Linked DNA regions of Arachis hypogaea: region 1 is linked to region 2. Evidence: chromatin contacts called from public Hi-C data. All regions are on one chromosome and are shown on one strand. The core of a region is the stretch at or near the end of the contact, and the rest is flanking DNA. Distances in the headings are between cores, read along the strand shown. Region 1 holds the start of LOC112714874. Region 2 holds the start of LOC112714862 (copper-transporting ATPase PAA1, chloroplastic).

What was found. A called contact is a pair of places that touch in the nucleus more often than the background predicts.
Region 1: a Hi-C map of leaf shows a contact between it and region 2, with 3 times the contacts expected there. The contact joins the promoter of LOC112714874 here to the promoter of LOC112714862 in region 2. A contact is called at or near these places in 2 of 8 Hi-C or Micro-C datasets (both in leaf).

Annotation. Positions count from the first base shown.
Region 1 is chr10:5,459,349-5,467,147 of arahy.Tifrunner.gnm2.J5K5, forward strand. It overlaps LOC112714874, which reads left to right and starts at 3,658. Exons shown (of 4, transcript XM_025766568.3): 1 at 3,658-4,049; 2 at 4,123-4,183; 3 at 4,490-4,634; 4 at 5,703-6,116. The coding sequence starts at 3,866. The coding sequence ends at 5,963. It overlaps PNC2 (cationic peroxidase 2), which reads left to right and starts at 1,513. Exons shown (of 2, transcript NM_001376216.1): 1 at 1,513-2,079; 2 at 2,427-3,146. The coding sequence starts at 1,669. The coding sequence ends at 3,008. It overlaps LOC112714873 (chlorophyll a-b binding protein CP24 10A, chloroplastic), which reads right to left. Exons shown (of 2, transcript XM_025766567.2): 1 at 7,293-7,799; 2 at 6,305-7,056. The coding sequence starts at 7,519. The coding sequence ends at 6,507.
Region 2 is chr10:5,319,643-5,327,508 of arahy.Tifrunner.gnm2.J5K5, forward strand. LOC112714862 (copper-transporting ATPase PAA1, chloroplastic) reads left to right here and starts at 3,771. Exons shown (of 3, transcript XM_025766545.3): 1 at 3,771-4,200; 2 at 4,277-4,430; 3 at 4,663-4,817. The coding sequence starts at 3,913. The coding sequence ends at 4,670. It overlaps LOC112714860, which reads right to left and starts at 1,776. Exons shown (of 5, transcript XM_072205689.1): 1 at 1,640-1,776; 2 at 393-1,485; 3 at 1-249. The coding sequence starts at 1,457. The coding sequence ends at 699. It overlaps LOC112714859 (potassium transporter 7), which reads right to left. Exons shown (of 10, transcript XM_025766540.3): 6 at 7,859-7,866; 7 at 7,637-7,751; 8 at 7,296-7,550; 9 at 6,205-6,727; 10 at 5,025-5,954. The coding sequence ends at 5,438.

The DNA of each region.
Region 1 (7,799 bases), core at 2,408-4,907, 140 kb after region 2:
TATATACAATGGTTCAGTATTTAATCTATCAAACTTGGACATGTTGGCTCCGTTTATTTTTTGAAACTGATAATGAGACTAAAGAATTGGGATTGAGTATTATGTTTAGTAATTAGAGATTAGAATTAGAATTTTGTCAATTTTAAAATATAAAATTTTAATTTTTTTGATATTTGTAAAAAATGAAGATATATACATGGACTAAATTTTAAAATATTAAAAAAAATTTTTATTTAACTTTTTGAATTTTAAATTTAATCTTTAATTTTTATATTTATTATAAACTAAATATCATACTGAAATATAACTCAATCTAATACACATTTTACATCAAATACAATATAAAAACTTAAATTAGTCTTTGTCTCTACCTCTCAATTTCTAATTTTTAGTCTCAATTTCTTTTTTAAATACAGCTTTTGAGATTTGGTCTAAACTTTTAATTGTGTTTATTTATAAGTATATAAGACACTAAAATAAACACATAAAGATATAAAATTATATTTGACATAAAAGACATAAATATAGACATTATGTTTAAAGATAATAAATTAATATATTTTATATCATTCTTGATATAAAAAATACAAAAATATTAATAATAAATATAATTTATTTATTTTTATTATTCTTATTATTTTTTATATTTATATATTTTATCATCATATTTTTAAATTTTTTATATAAAAAAATAAAAATAAATTTAAATTTTATAATTTATTTTTTATATTTAATTTATTATTAAATAAAATATAAAATATAATAATACTAATATTTTTATTTATATATTTTTTATATTTTATTTTCAATATTCTATTTATCACAGAATCAAACGAAGTTTAACTTAACCACTAGCTAGCTTGGTATATTAGGCCTAGAAATATGTATATATTCTTTTCACACGGTTGCTGACATCTTCTAATTAAGCACTCAAAAAATGTATATGATTGCCTAAGAAGGTTACAATCCAAGACAACTAATGAACTAGCTATGTCCAATAGGTGCAAGTGTTGCAAATAATGCCCATTCCGATGCTTAGAAAGCTTCCAAATCTTGTTATTGCCGGTGGCCAATCACAATAATGCAAATAACAAAAAAGTAAACCTTTCGGATTACGACTTTTTTAAGAAAAAATCTAAGAAGTCAACAATTTTTGTGTTTTGTGACTAATATTTAATTATTAAAAAAAGAATGAATAATTTTTTATTATTAAATATAATTTTACATCATTAAAAACATTATTAATAATAAATTAATAGTTATAAAATACAAAAATTACTCCCTTTTAACATTCTTACTTTTTTTTAAGTTGACATCACAATTAGTCTTCGAAGTTCGAAAACCCTCACGCGGAAACTCACACACATGCGTGATCCTCTATATACAATATACAAAAGCAAAAATACAAAAAGGCATAGCCCCCTTTACTTACTCATTTTCATAACTTTGACCAACTCAAATTATTAAACACAATTACAAACCCCCTCTCCTCTCTATAAATACCACTACCTCACATCGCATTTCACATCACCAACACAATATCACATACATTTTCTATCTCATTCATCCTTAACATACAATATAAACAACTTTAATTTCTCAACTCATCATCATCATACTAGCTAGCTATTTGTGCTTGATATTCATTCCTTAGTTACCAAAATAACAATGGAGGGTGTTTTCAACAACAAAAAGTTCATTCTCGTGTTTGTTTTTATGCTTGGCTTGTGTATTGGTATCACCACAGTGCATGGCCAAGGTACCCGAGTAGGGTTCTATTCAAGAACTTGTCCTAGAGCCGAGTCCATTGTGAGGTCCACGGTTCGATCCCACGTTAACTCGGATCCTACTTTGGCCGCTAAAATTCTTAGAATGCACTTCCATGATTGCTTTGTCCAAGGCTGCGACGGTTCTATCCTCATTTCTGGCCCTGCCACCGAGAAAACGGCATTTGCAAACCTCGGACTTAGAGGGTACGAGATTATTGACGATGCAAAGACACAACTCGAGGCTGCCTGTCCCGGTGTTGTGTCTTGCGCAGATATCCTCGCCCTTGCTGCTCGTGACTCCGTCGTTCTGGTAATTACAAAGTCCCGTTGTGGTAGAATTTATGACAAAATGAAAATTTACTATCAAAGTGGACTTCACCTGAAATTAATAACTAAGAGCTGTTAAATGATTTGACTGATTTGACTAAATTCTCATCTAACGACTCCCAACTATTAACTTCACGTGAAGCAGATTGCACCTGATTATTTTTTATTATTAATTCAATTTTTATAGTTTAAAAATTTAACAATATACTTTTTGTTTATATTTTTAAATATTGATAATTGTCTAACATTTTTCGGGATGAAATAATTTTTTGCAGATTAATAAGAAAATAATTAATTTATAATATCCTAATATTGTGTGTTTACATGCAGAGTGGTGGATTGAGTTGGCAAGTGCCAACAGGACGCAGAGATGGGCGCGTATCGCAAGCTTCAGACGTAAGCAACTTGCCAGCACCTTCAGACTCGGTTGATGTTCAGAAACAAAAGTTCGCAGCCAAGGGACTCAACACACAAGACCTTGTTACTCTTGTAGGTGGACACACCATTGGAACTTCGCAATGCCAATTCTTCAGTAACAGATTGTTCAACTTCAATGGAACTGCTGCTGCTGACCCTGCCATTGACCCTTCATTTGTTTCAAATCTACAAGCACTGTGCCCTCAAAACACCGGTGCTGCAAACCGTGTTGCACTCGATACCGGAAGCCAGTTCAAATTTGATACGTCTTACTTCTCTAATCTCAGGAACCGTCGTGGAGTCCTGCAATCTGATCAAGCACTATGGAATGATCCTTCCACAAAGAGCTTTGTGCAAAGATATTTGGGCCTAAGAGGCTTTCTTGGCTTGACATTCAATGTTGAATTTGGAAAGTCTATGGTTAAGATGAGCAACATTGGGGTCAAGACTGGCACTGATGGTGAAATCCGCAAGATTTGTTCTGCTTTTAACTAATGAAATGTTTGTTTAAGTGTATCATAGGTATATTTGTTAGTCTTATTGATTTTTTTTTCTTTGTTTATTGTTTCTCTATAAGAGAATCAATTTCCAAGTGTAAAAGTTCCAATAAATAATATCACATGTTTTTTATTACATTATTGTTTACTCTTAAGGCCAATGCTACTGTATAGATATCATTATTGTTACAGGCAATTAGACAAACTCCAATATCATTTCAACACTTCAAATTTATATCTATAGAAATTTTTTGGTCATTTATCCAGTAACATTGGCCTACTCTTAAATGTCTTTCTATACGAATTATGGTACACATCTTTTGCTTAATAACTAATTCTAACCTTTCTAAAGTTGTTGAGAGGCTAAAAATGAGATAAACGTGCATAAATCAGTGTTTTGCTGGCTGAATTACTTTTTTCTTTTTTATTTTTTTTTATTTATCAAAGAGACTTATATTCATAACCTTTTAGATGAGTATGGAGAAGACTATGTCATTTGAGTTATAACTCATTTGCGCTGACTGAATTACTTAAATGAATATAAAAATGAAATTTTTTTATAGAAGAATACTAGTAGTTAATATTAATTTAAATAGAATGCAAAATGGAGATATTTAAATGAAACATAAGTACATTCACTACATTGTACATAAAACAATGAAAAGAATAAATTACCTGACTTCATTCCAATTTTTATTATAATTTTTTGTAAAAAACATCTGGGCCGGAAAGGACTCAATTGGGCCTGGTTACTGTTGAGTTGCTGCAGGATTGGTGAATGGTTATGTCGCCTGAGAGCTGAGAGCTGAGTCTGAGAGAGAGAGTGAGAGTGGCATTCCCTCAATTCCGACTCCAATGGCAGCCTCTGCTCTCTCCAATGCAATCCTCTCTCCCGTTTCTCCTCCTTCTCAATCTGTTTCCTCTAAACCCAAAACCTCACTTGTCAAATTCCCTAACCCCAGATCTAAACCTTTCATAGCGCTTTGTTCCTCTGATTCCGATGCTGCTCCTAATCATGATGCTACCCCCATTGAATTAAGTATGCTTCCCTTCTCTATTTCATTATTCATATTCATCTTCCCTTTCTTCTCACTCTTCCCCCCTTCTCGCAGGGTATCCCGCATTCCCAACCGTCATGGACATCAACCAGATTCGTGAGATTTTGCCCCACAGGTACGCTACCTACCTCTCCCTAAACTTCTTTTTAATATTTGGGATTAGGGTTTATCTAACTTGACAAGTACAGGTTTTTGAACCTTTTACTTGATAAATGTAAAACAAATGCATTGAAAGTTTGAATTTGTATGTTTTCTATAAAAATTTCCTTTATTGGTAACCTTAAGGTCACATGTTCCTTTCTGAAATTGTGTTTCATACTTTATTGCTTGTGATTTTTGTTTCTTTGTTTCTCTTCTTGTTTATAATTATAACTAACTAACTAACTGTCTGCAATGGTATGGTGGGATGTGGGAAGTTCAGGTTTCCTTTTCTTCTAGTAGATAGAGTGATTGAGTACAACCCTGGAAAGTCTGCAGTTGCCATCAAGAATGTAACCATCAATGACAACTTCTTCCCTGGCCACTTTCCCGAAAGGCCAATCATGCCTGGTGTTCTAATGGTTGAGGTAACTAAACTGTACACTCTATGCTTCGCACTTACTTTTATTGTGAAACCTATTCCATATTTTCTTTGAAGCATAGGAGGAGTAAATGTGTAGGGTAACCAGGGTTTATGAATATTAGGCCTCATCTTTATCTCATTTGGAAAAAAAAAAAAAATGGAAATACCAGTCTGTTACAAGAACCTCTTTTAGCTACTCTACAGTGACTTGCTGGTTTTACTTGGAACTTCATTTGCCTAAGCATCTTGGTTCTCAAAAATGCTCTCTTCTATTGATGTATGCTGGTGTGGTGTTTGCACCAGATATTTGCTGCAATAGAGTCATGTATATGCCTATATGGGCTGCAACAGTACCAATAAATGAGAACAACCTCCTGATTTGCCTACACATTGATGGATCAAATGCTTGTTACTAGACCAAAAGCTATAGTTGTTAGCAAGGGTGCAATTTTATTTCCTTATACTTATTATAATTGCAGCTTGCATAAGAGGTTGCATCCATTACATTAAACCCTAAACAAGTGAAAAATCAAAGATTTAGGAGTTGAATTAGTTGTAGATGCTTATGAAGAGTAAATACACTCTTGCTTGCATGGCCAATAATGCAATAAAACGAATTTTAGGTCGAGTAGGGAGGAAGTAGAAGTAGCAGACCCCTTTGTGAATGTGCAGTGTCTTTGGTATTTCATTTTTCCTTATTTTTGTTGGAGTAGTTATCTTACTTTTTCAGTCATGGTAAGTGCTCTTCCATTGAGGTTCCCACTTCTGAAGGTCCTTGAGAGTAGAGAATGTGATAAGAGAAGCATCTGGTGTTTGTGACTTAGAGTTATCTGCTAAGTTTCAGAAGAAGCTTTTTGTGCAAAAGCATTTCTAAATTTTTAGATGACTATTCAATGACTAAATTTCTACATTTGAATCTTGAGCAACATCTCTTCTAATTATTGGTTTGATGGCTGGGAATTAATTGTATGAAGAGGTGTACCAAAAAGAAAAGGAAGAGCAAATCTTGTATGCTTTCTTTTATACTCTGCTTTTAAAGTTGGTGATAAATGTGAGAGATCTTTTGCTGCAGGCAATGGCACAAGTTGGTGGTTTGGTCATGTTGCAACCTGATGTGGGAGGCTCTCGTGAAAACTTCTTCTTTGCCGGAATAGACAAAGTGCGATTTCGTAAGCCTGTGATTGCAGGAGACACCTTAGTCATGAGAATGACACTTATTAAGTTGCAAAAGCGATTTGGAATAGCAAAGATGGAAGGGAAGGCATATGTTGGAGGCGAAGTTGTGTGTGAGGGTGAGTTCTTGATGGCTACTGGCTCGGGAGGGAGTGAATAGTTAGACATATCCCTTCCAACTAGAATAGAGTTGATTTTGCTGCGTGTCTTTTGAATTTTGATTAAATGCTTCTGCGTTTGAATGCAGAACTTTGTGAACGCCTATTTATGTATTTTCCATGAAATCTATCTCAATATCTTGTTCTTATGATTATGTTTTGTTTTCTGTGATTCATGAGCAGCCGAAGATAGCAGCATGTAACGTTATGTTCTCTTATTCAAATTTGTTGCATTGTTTCATATTTTCCCCATTTACTTTCATGGCAATCCAAAGTTTCAAACAATCATTGCAACTTGGACCCGCAGAGAGATGAGCAAGCTCGTATCTTTCACCACAACAGATTTGGTAAAGAGAGTAAAATGCTAGTCTTTATGCAATTGCTACATTTCAAATCATACACATGGGGAATCATCTAATATTAAAAGCATATGATATGATTTGAATTTGTTGTGAGGGAGCACGTTGGCTCTACACAAGGCAAAGGTTCATGTTCAACATCAATCTAGCTTCTCAATTCAACTATCTACACGAATTGGTCCAAGTTTACAAGCCAAGAGCACCAAGGGGAGTCTTCCCTTGACCAGCCTCAAAGTAGAAAATCAGCATAGCCAACATGGCAATCCTTGCATGCTTAATTTCAGCCAATTTGAGCCTTTCAAGCTTCTCTCTGTCTGGAATGTAAACGCCATCCTTGATGGTGCCAGCAAGTCCCAAAGGGTCAAAGAATTTGCCACCAGGGTAGCCTTGATCACCGGTGGCATTGGCAAAGTTCTCCGCTGTTCTTGACCATGGAGTGGCCCATTCCACTGACTGTGAATCAGGGTTGAAGAAGTCCACCCATCTCTTGCTCTCAACCCAACCCATGAGAAGCAACTGAGTGCCCAGTAGTGAACCAAAGGAGAAAGGAGCAATTGCATTGGGGTCAGCTCCAGCCTCAAACCATGGAACTCCACTCCATGCCTGGCCAACAAAGATTCCCACAACTGCAGCCATTGCCCACCTTCCATGAATGAGTTCAGCTTCTCTGTACCATTTCAGGAATGCTGGGTCCTTCCCTAGCCCTAGTGGGTCAAAACCATAGTCACCAGGTAGCCTGCAATTGAAACATTCTATTAGATGTAGAACCAATCATGCCCATTTAATTTGTGGTTCAAGCTTTTGGAATAAATGGTTTATAATATAGTATCATAGTCTCTACAACTAAATCTCTAAAGTTTAGTGTCTGTAATTAAAAAGTCTACCAAACAATTTAAGCTTTAGAAGAATCGGTTCATGACACATTCTGAAATGAAGATGAGAGGGAAAAAGTAAGTAGATGAGGGAACTCACGAGCCGTCAAGCCATTCAGGGTCAATGAAGTTTCCACCACCTCTAACACCAGGGACCCATGATTTCTTTGGCGCAGCAGCAGCAGCTACAACATATCTTTTAGGACTAACATAAGCACCAGCTTTGCCTGCAATAGCATTAGCAAGTAGTGTCTGGCTCCTCTTTCCTCCACAAAGGAAAGAAGATCCCAAACCGTTCAACACAGCACCAGATGTTGCAGCTGCCATCGAGACAAGGGAGAAGAACACACTGAGGCTGGTTTCAAGGTTTTGTTAGGAAGGGGAATGCAGACTTGGAAGTGATTTAATGTGTGAATGGATGCTGTGAAGTGGGAGAAAATCTAAGGGTGCTTTCATAGAAGGCCAAGTAGGACTATGAAATCTGTAGAAGAAATCTGTAGAGGGTATCGTGGATAGATTACGGACCAATGAAAACTAGATCTTCATCCTCATCCCATGTTGATTCCAACCACGTGGACATTGGGACCACACATCGCTCCACCTATTT
Region 2 (7,866 bases), core at 2,521-5,020:
GGGAAAGATAGAGAAACACGGCAATACTTAAGTAATGGTATTGCAATTATCCAAAGTACTCAGCAACCACTAGTGTCTGCTGCCTAGCTTGGATTGTCTTTTCAACTTCAGCATTCCCTTTCAAATATGAGAATCACAGCGCATACCTCCAAAAATATCTCCCCAGGTCCTTAGCCGGGGTTATGTGATGGCACATTGGCACCCACATCACCACTTCTATTTTGCTATTAGATCCAATAGGACATCCTCCTGAAAGAATCAATATAATGTGTAAAACAAAAATTACAAAGGCTCAAGGAAAGAAGCCAACAACTAAAACGTATCTGAAAATACCACTATTCAAGGTATCGTAAATACACAACAGCAAATTCAAATTAGTAGTAAATACCTACAGTTAAAATAATGTCTTGTAATTCAAAGGATTTAGGTCTTGTGTAACAGGGACAATTCCATTTGAATCTATAATCTTGTAATATAATCAAATAGGCTAAGAGGATGCAAGTTGAGTACGGACCATCTTCAGAGAAGACTTTGCGGATTAACTTAATTCGTGCTCCAGCTGACTTCACATGATGGATGACAACTCTCATTAATCACCTTAAGTTTTTTTCTTCATATTAAGATCTCAATCATTCATATATCATTTATCCTAGGCTTCAATTATAATTGAACACCAAGTTAAACCTTGAACACTTGTATTATGTGTGGTCAAGTTTGTTAGGCTGACCGGGGGTGGAGTGTCGTTGACATGTGGATAGTGCATTCATCAATTCATTATATGAAGCAAGATCAGGTATGAATCCCCTATCCAACATCTCATTCACCACTGACTCTCCCTCCATTTTCCGGCCTTCTCCTGTGTATCCATTAACCAAAATTTTATATGTCATGTCGTCTGGTTCCAAACCCTTGCTCGAAGCAAGCAATCTTAATTTATTTGCTTCCTCTGTTCTTCCCACTTTGCAAATATCCTGAAGCACAAAATTAAAAGTAATAACATCCAGTATCATACCCTCTTTAAGCATCTTTTCCACTAATCTCCAAGCTTCTTTAGTCTTCCTCGATCTTCTCAACCCATCAATCATCACAATGCAAGCAATCAAGCTAGGCACACATCCTTTCTCCCACAACTCATAAATTAGCCTCAATGCTCTATCAACATCTCCATTCCCACACAGAGCATCCACCAAATCAAAATAATCATACCCTTTAGGTAAAACGCCCTTTCTGGAGAAATCAACTAACATCTCACAAGCCTGCAAAACCTTTCCTTTCTCGCAAAGTCCTCGAACCAGAATCTCACAAGTGACATTGGAGAACTCGCACCCCAAATAAATCATCTCATGAGCCATCCCAATCCCTTCCTCAACCTTCCCCTCCCTAAACATCCCCTTAATCAAAGTGTTGAAAGTAACCACATTTGGCTCACACCCCATCTTTCTCATCTCCTTGAACATCTCCAATGCCAACCCAAACTTCAAATTCCTACAATAACCACTGATCAAGATGTTAAAAGTGAACAAATCAGGCCTAATCCTAACCCTAACAATCTCATCATAAAACTCCAGAGCCCTATCAAGCATTCCCCATTTCACAAATCCATGAATTATGATATTACAAACTGCAACATTAGGCCTACCGTCGATCAACCTGCACATGGAACGGAACGAGGAGACAGCTTCGTCCAATTTGCCGGCTTTGCAGTAAGCATGGATGGCGAAGCGGAAGATGGATTCGGTGTGGGGGCAGGAGAAGATGGAGTCGGAGCAGGGACAAGGGTTGGAGGCAATGAAATCAAGGAGGATGCGGAGGTGGTGGAAGCGGTGGGAGAGAGCTAGGGTTTGGGCCATCCAATGGAAAGTGGAGTGAGTGTGGCGGAAAGAGTCGATGAAGGAGGCCCAGGTGAAGACGTGGAAATCGTAGTGGGAAAAGGAAGGGTGGTGGTGGAGCTTGGATTTGAGGAAATGGAGGAGGGATTCTGGGGTGAAAGGTGGGGAAAGATGGGTCTTGAGAAAGTTGAGGAGGCGGTGGTATTGGGAGTTGGGGATTGGGGTCACTGTGAGTGTTGGTGGTGGCGGGGGGAGGGAGGGATCTGGCGGCGGAGATGGGAGAGGAGGGTTTGGAAGAGGAGAGAGTGGGTGCGGCGACGGTAGGTGTAGTGATGTTGCTATTGGTCTGAGCATTTTCTTCAACCCCATTCCTCAACTGTGCATACTACTTCCTCTGGTTCTTCCCTGAGCCTGAAAGCTGCATCCAAAAGGTGGGAAGAAGAATACGTGTTCATATAATATAATAATATAATTGATACATGAATATATTCCAACTCATAGTTATCAAAACCAAACCGGTAATCAATCTGGTTGATCCGGTCACAATTAAATATAAATATAAAATTACAAAAAATAAGCTTAAAATTAAAAAAGCATGTCTTCACAAACACATTAATAACAAACTAAGTATTAATTCTTAAACATAACTAATGATGTAAAAATAGAAAATAAACTAGTTACTAGTACAAAATACTTTCTCAATTTAAATGAAGAGAGCAAAACATAACACAATAACTAAATCAAGTCCAAGGAGTGATCTCAAAATCGGCATCTATATCTTTATCGGACAAATTTGGAGCTTGACCAACATTGCCTTCATTTTGATTTGCATCTATATCTTCCATAGCATTCTTACCAACTAATTAAAAACTAAATTCAACTAATTATACCAAATCAATACTGCCTGTATAAGAATCAACTCAATCAATACTAAAAATCAAATCTATTCTTACAGCTACAAATTCAGCTCATTGATAATTTTCGGCAACAAATTCAATTATGATAATTTTCAGCAACAAAAAGTTTAGCTCCAAAGATTATTTACAGTAGCAAAAAATTTAGCTAAGTGATTATTTCAGCAAGACGGCAACAAATTCAAGGTTCAGTGATAATCAGCAACAAATTCAACTTAGAGATGATTTTCAGCAACCAAAAAATTAGTCCAGTGATATTTTCAGCAACAAATTCAACCTACAATAACAAATTCAGTAACAAATTCAACTTACAACAACAAATTCAACAATTCCTAATTCAGTCATGATTTACAGCAACATTTAGATCAACAAGGCGAATTGATTGATTTTAGCAATTCAGCAACAGCTCAAAATACAGGGAGAAGGAAAATCTGGAAGAGAGAGAACGGGGACTCACCAACGGTCCACGGCGATGACGACGAACAGAAACCAGAAGACGACGACCTCACGGGACACGATGAAGCAAGCCACGACCCCACGAGTTGCCTCTGCCGCCGGCGACGATGAGCCCAGGGACGAGACTCGAGTGAGACGACGAGGAAGGCCGCGAGACGTCGACAAGATGAACAACGAGACGCCGGCGAGTGTGACTGAGACGAGACTCGAGTGAGATTGAGAGAGACTCTAGTGGGCTAGGCAGTGAGAGAGGAGAGAATTTTGAGTCTGAGAACTAAGGGAGACAGAGCCACAGAGGTTCCGAGGGTGTTAGGGTAAGCTCACAATGATTCCAACCCTGTTTAAGCTCACAATTATTTTTGGAATTCTTGGTAATAAGTATAAATGAATTTTTTGTATATATTTTCAACGCATTTTTAACTTTATTATTTAATTTTTATTTTTAATTAATGTTTTTTAAAATTTCATAAAAAAAATTATTATTTTTAATATTTTTTACTTCAAATTTTTTAAAAGCAAAAAATAATAATAAGTTCATAGTTTATTAATGTTCTACATGTTTAATTAATTAATCAACTGTATTAATGTTCAACATGTTTCTATTATTGTGGTTCGACCCGAATTGGGTACACTAATAAGTAAACACCTTTCTTTAGAGGATCTATTGAGAGTTCTAACCTGTGACTTTGGTGAGAAGTGCTGTAATCGCAATTATGGAATCTGCTTTGTGCCTCAACATGCCGATGCAGATACAGATGAGTTTAAAGCCACTCTTCAAACCTCTCAACCGTCAATTCGCCACGTGGACGATTCAATCAGCAGCGAAACAGAAGCCATCACTCGTCTTCCGCTTCAACCACTCGTCTCAGCTGCCTCCTCTACGCTGCGTTTCCAGCTCAGCTGGTGGTGGTGACATTCCCTCCGATGCTATTGTTCTCAACGTTGAGGGTATGATGTGCGACGGCTGCGCCAATAACGTCAGGAAGCTTCTAGAAAGCCGAGTATGCTCTTCCTTTTTCTATTCCATTTTTTTTATCTTTTATATATTAATAATGAAATGAAATGATGAACGGGCAGCCACAAGTGTCATCTGCTACTGTGAATCTAACCGCCGCTAAAGCAGTAGTGTCTGCCGTATCCGAAGAAAAAGGTTCCCCCAACTGGCAGAAGCAATTAGGAGAAGCACTTGCTCAGCATTTAACTAACTGCGGTTTCAATTCTACCTTTCAAGGTATGACTTTGCTAATTATCGTTCTCTTCTAGTTTTTGTCTGAATAAAACTAAGCTTTGGATTACCGTTTAGAAGTTACCAATCAATTGCTTTACTTTTTGCCAATACCGTACTCTTTTAGATAATGAACGCTAGTTACATGTTAGTTACAGCACGCACATGAATTTCGTAGCGTTGATTTGGTTTGGTTTGGTTTGCAATTTTTCATGAACCTTGGTGGATTAATTGGCAGGCGAGTGATGCTATCAAGAATTGTATGGACTCGATTCATGTGAAGTTAGCTGTGTTCATGTATTAGTCTTCTTTAACAGAGCAACCTGAATTGGGATGGCTATTGTTTTTGTGGACGTGGAAAATTAAAAAATTGTGATGTGTTAATTTCTTTTATCCATATGTTCAATGATCAAGCAAAATATATTTTCATGACAGTACAACAAGGTAGGAATTGGACACACCGAATATCAATACACGTTTAGGAACAAAAGCAAGTGAAACAAATAAAGCTTATCAATCTTAATTCTTTCACAGGAAAATAAAGGTTTAAATCCCATCTACTGAATTGAGCAAGTCAAATTGAAATATAGCTATTTGAGATGCAGTAATGTCATGAGATATGGCATTATTTACCGCAAAGTTGACAGAAGAATAAAATGGGCAAAATGCCACTGTACAGTACACGGTGTCCATGCTTACATTGGCGTGAAATTTGACCCATTCACGAAGTGCCTATATAATTAACCAAGTACAGTTTTTCTCATTTCTGTTTCTTTATGTTATCAGCCTATTCCAACTACATACATAAATATGCAGATGGCAAAGCTCGCAACCACAAAACTTCCTCTATACGAGAGATGGGAACCGGAAAGATATTTAAACAATTTGGAGATCCAAACTAGAAATGATCAGATCAAGGAAACACTTAAGATTGCATTCGAAGTATGATCTTTCTGATCCTCGCTCTCTGCTATCGAAGTCTAGTTTCTAAGAAAATTGTCATCTGTTTTCTTTCAAACCATGTAAGTCATGCCAACTTGCATCAGATTTGAGTGAGGTACAGTTAAAGTCGTGATACCCCTCCTGCTGTTCCTTCTCAAAAATGCATAGAAGTAGTTTATTACAAGCTTCTTGATAAACCATGAGTCCTTCCTTGCCCTTATATCCCCATGACCAAGAAGATAAACAACTCCAGATTCTTTAGCCTTGTGAATAAAAGATAACTCCCACTCAAGGCTCTGCTCAGCATCAAGTGCCGGGGTTACCTCCTCTGAAGTGCTTGCTTCTAAAGTGAGCTTTTTTGTGTCCTTATGACCAGCCAGAAGAGGAACCCCAAGTGAGTAAACACTCCCATTGGGAGCTACAAGAACCCTGGAATCATAGTGCCCTTCCTCTGAGTCAGAATCTTCATCCCCATCACTCTCCAGTGACCTCTCTTGAGCCTCACGTCGTATAAATTTTTCTAGGCTTTCAATCAGCAGCTGCTCAAAAGTCTGGTGATTTTCTTTACGGACATCCTTATAACCATACCTGTAGAAATTACAGAAGTCTGCATTTGTAAGATAAAAAGACATCTTCATTATGTGGATAGACATAATTTAACGAAGTTATTGATGTTCACTGAAGCTACTGTATGTTTTGTTTGTAAAAGTAACTTTTAAGGTCACATTTTCATCATTCAAACAACTTTCCCAAGGTAAAAGTCAATTAGCTTGGATTTTGAGATTCATATCTAAACTGATCTCATGCCAAAAGAATTCAATTAGACAGATCTAGTTACCTGGCAATACAACGGAATATATGATAGCTTTTTGGGCAGACTCTCCGGAAAAGGAACCTTTCACTTTGAGGCACCACAGAAACAGGAACATACTTAATACTCACAAAAATGATCATGGAGTGTATTGCTGGAAGCGTAGTCAAAAAATGGCCAAAAACTCCTGGGATTCCTTTGACTAACTCATTATAGAGAAGACCAATTCCAGGAGCCCGTATTGTGCCTAGATTGCTACCTAATTCTCGCATCAAATCCATTGACAGCTTTTGTTTGACTTCAGTTTCATACTTGAGCTTGCTTCCATAATTCCAAACATACATGATAAAAAACATTATCACAGCAAGGACCAATATAATCCAACTTCCATCTGCCACACTCCCCAAAACAGATGAGAAGAAAATCAACTCCAATCCCAAGAAGAATACCACAAATGTCAGCACTATGATGATGTGTATTTGCCATATAAGAAGCATAACAAGGGTTACTAAAATAGTGGTCATCATCATCACTCCAAGCTCCGCAATACCTGAAAGAGGACCAAGGATCAACCTGAATACAAATTCATTATAATATTACATATAATTTAGTAGCAGCAAAGGAAGTGCAGTGTGTAAAATACTATGGAAAGCTAAACTATGCAGTCTCCATATCCTTGTACTCTGTTTACCCAGTCAAACTGTTATTGATGTATTCATTATGTGAATTCAGAGGTATGCGACAGACATCCGTTTAAAATAAAATTATAATAACAACTAGCTGATTGACCTGCGTGCGTGTGTGTGCGCAGAAATTGTGTTCCGACCTTATGACCAGTGCAAAGCAAGCACGGTAATAATGGGGTTTAGGGTTTCTTGAAGCAAATGGGTCTTCTTATAGAAGACTTAAGTTGTATTATTATCTCTCCGATGTAGTTGAGAACATGAAAAATGAAATATTGGTAGAAGAGTTCGATAATTTTTAATAGTCCGAGTAAACTAAGTTTCTTATGCAGACTATTATATTACGATGCTTTATTCCACTAAGGGTAAATCAATGTGCTTGATAAATCTAATGAATAAATGTGGTGATTATAAAAATAAACAGAAACACATTACCATAAGCATTGCCAATCTCATCAATGCTGGATATAGTGCAGACCAAAACCAGAGAAACAGCCAAGAGAAACCAGTTTAGGACAGGAATATAGATCTGGCCCATAAATTTCCGGGAGGTATGAACGATCTTAAGACGAGGGAAACAACCAAGTGCTGTTGATTGTTTTATGCATGAAAATGTTGCTGTTGTCATAGTCCGACTTGCAATTAGTGCAGCAACGTTTGCAATGAGGAAGGTTGGCCAGAATGCACCACCTGCACACATGGAATGCGATTGCTTATAGATCCTGTAAATTGCAAAGACAGGCCTATGTAGAGAATGAAATGATAAAAACACTCACTTGGAACAGAAGAGAAAAAGGCTCGACCAGCATCAGCATGGTTTTCCATAAGGTATGCAGCTTGACCCAAATAACCCAATACTAGGCACGGCAAAACAAGAAAGACAAAAGAAAGCTGCCAATTACCACAATTAATTTTTATCAGCACATAGTTGACATGACAAATGAAATAAAAGAAATGATTCAATGAAAGAAGCCTAATGGTCTAACATAGTTTGTTACCTGAACTG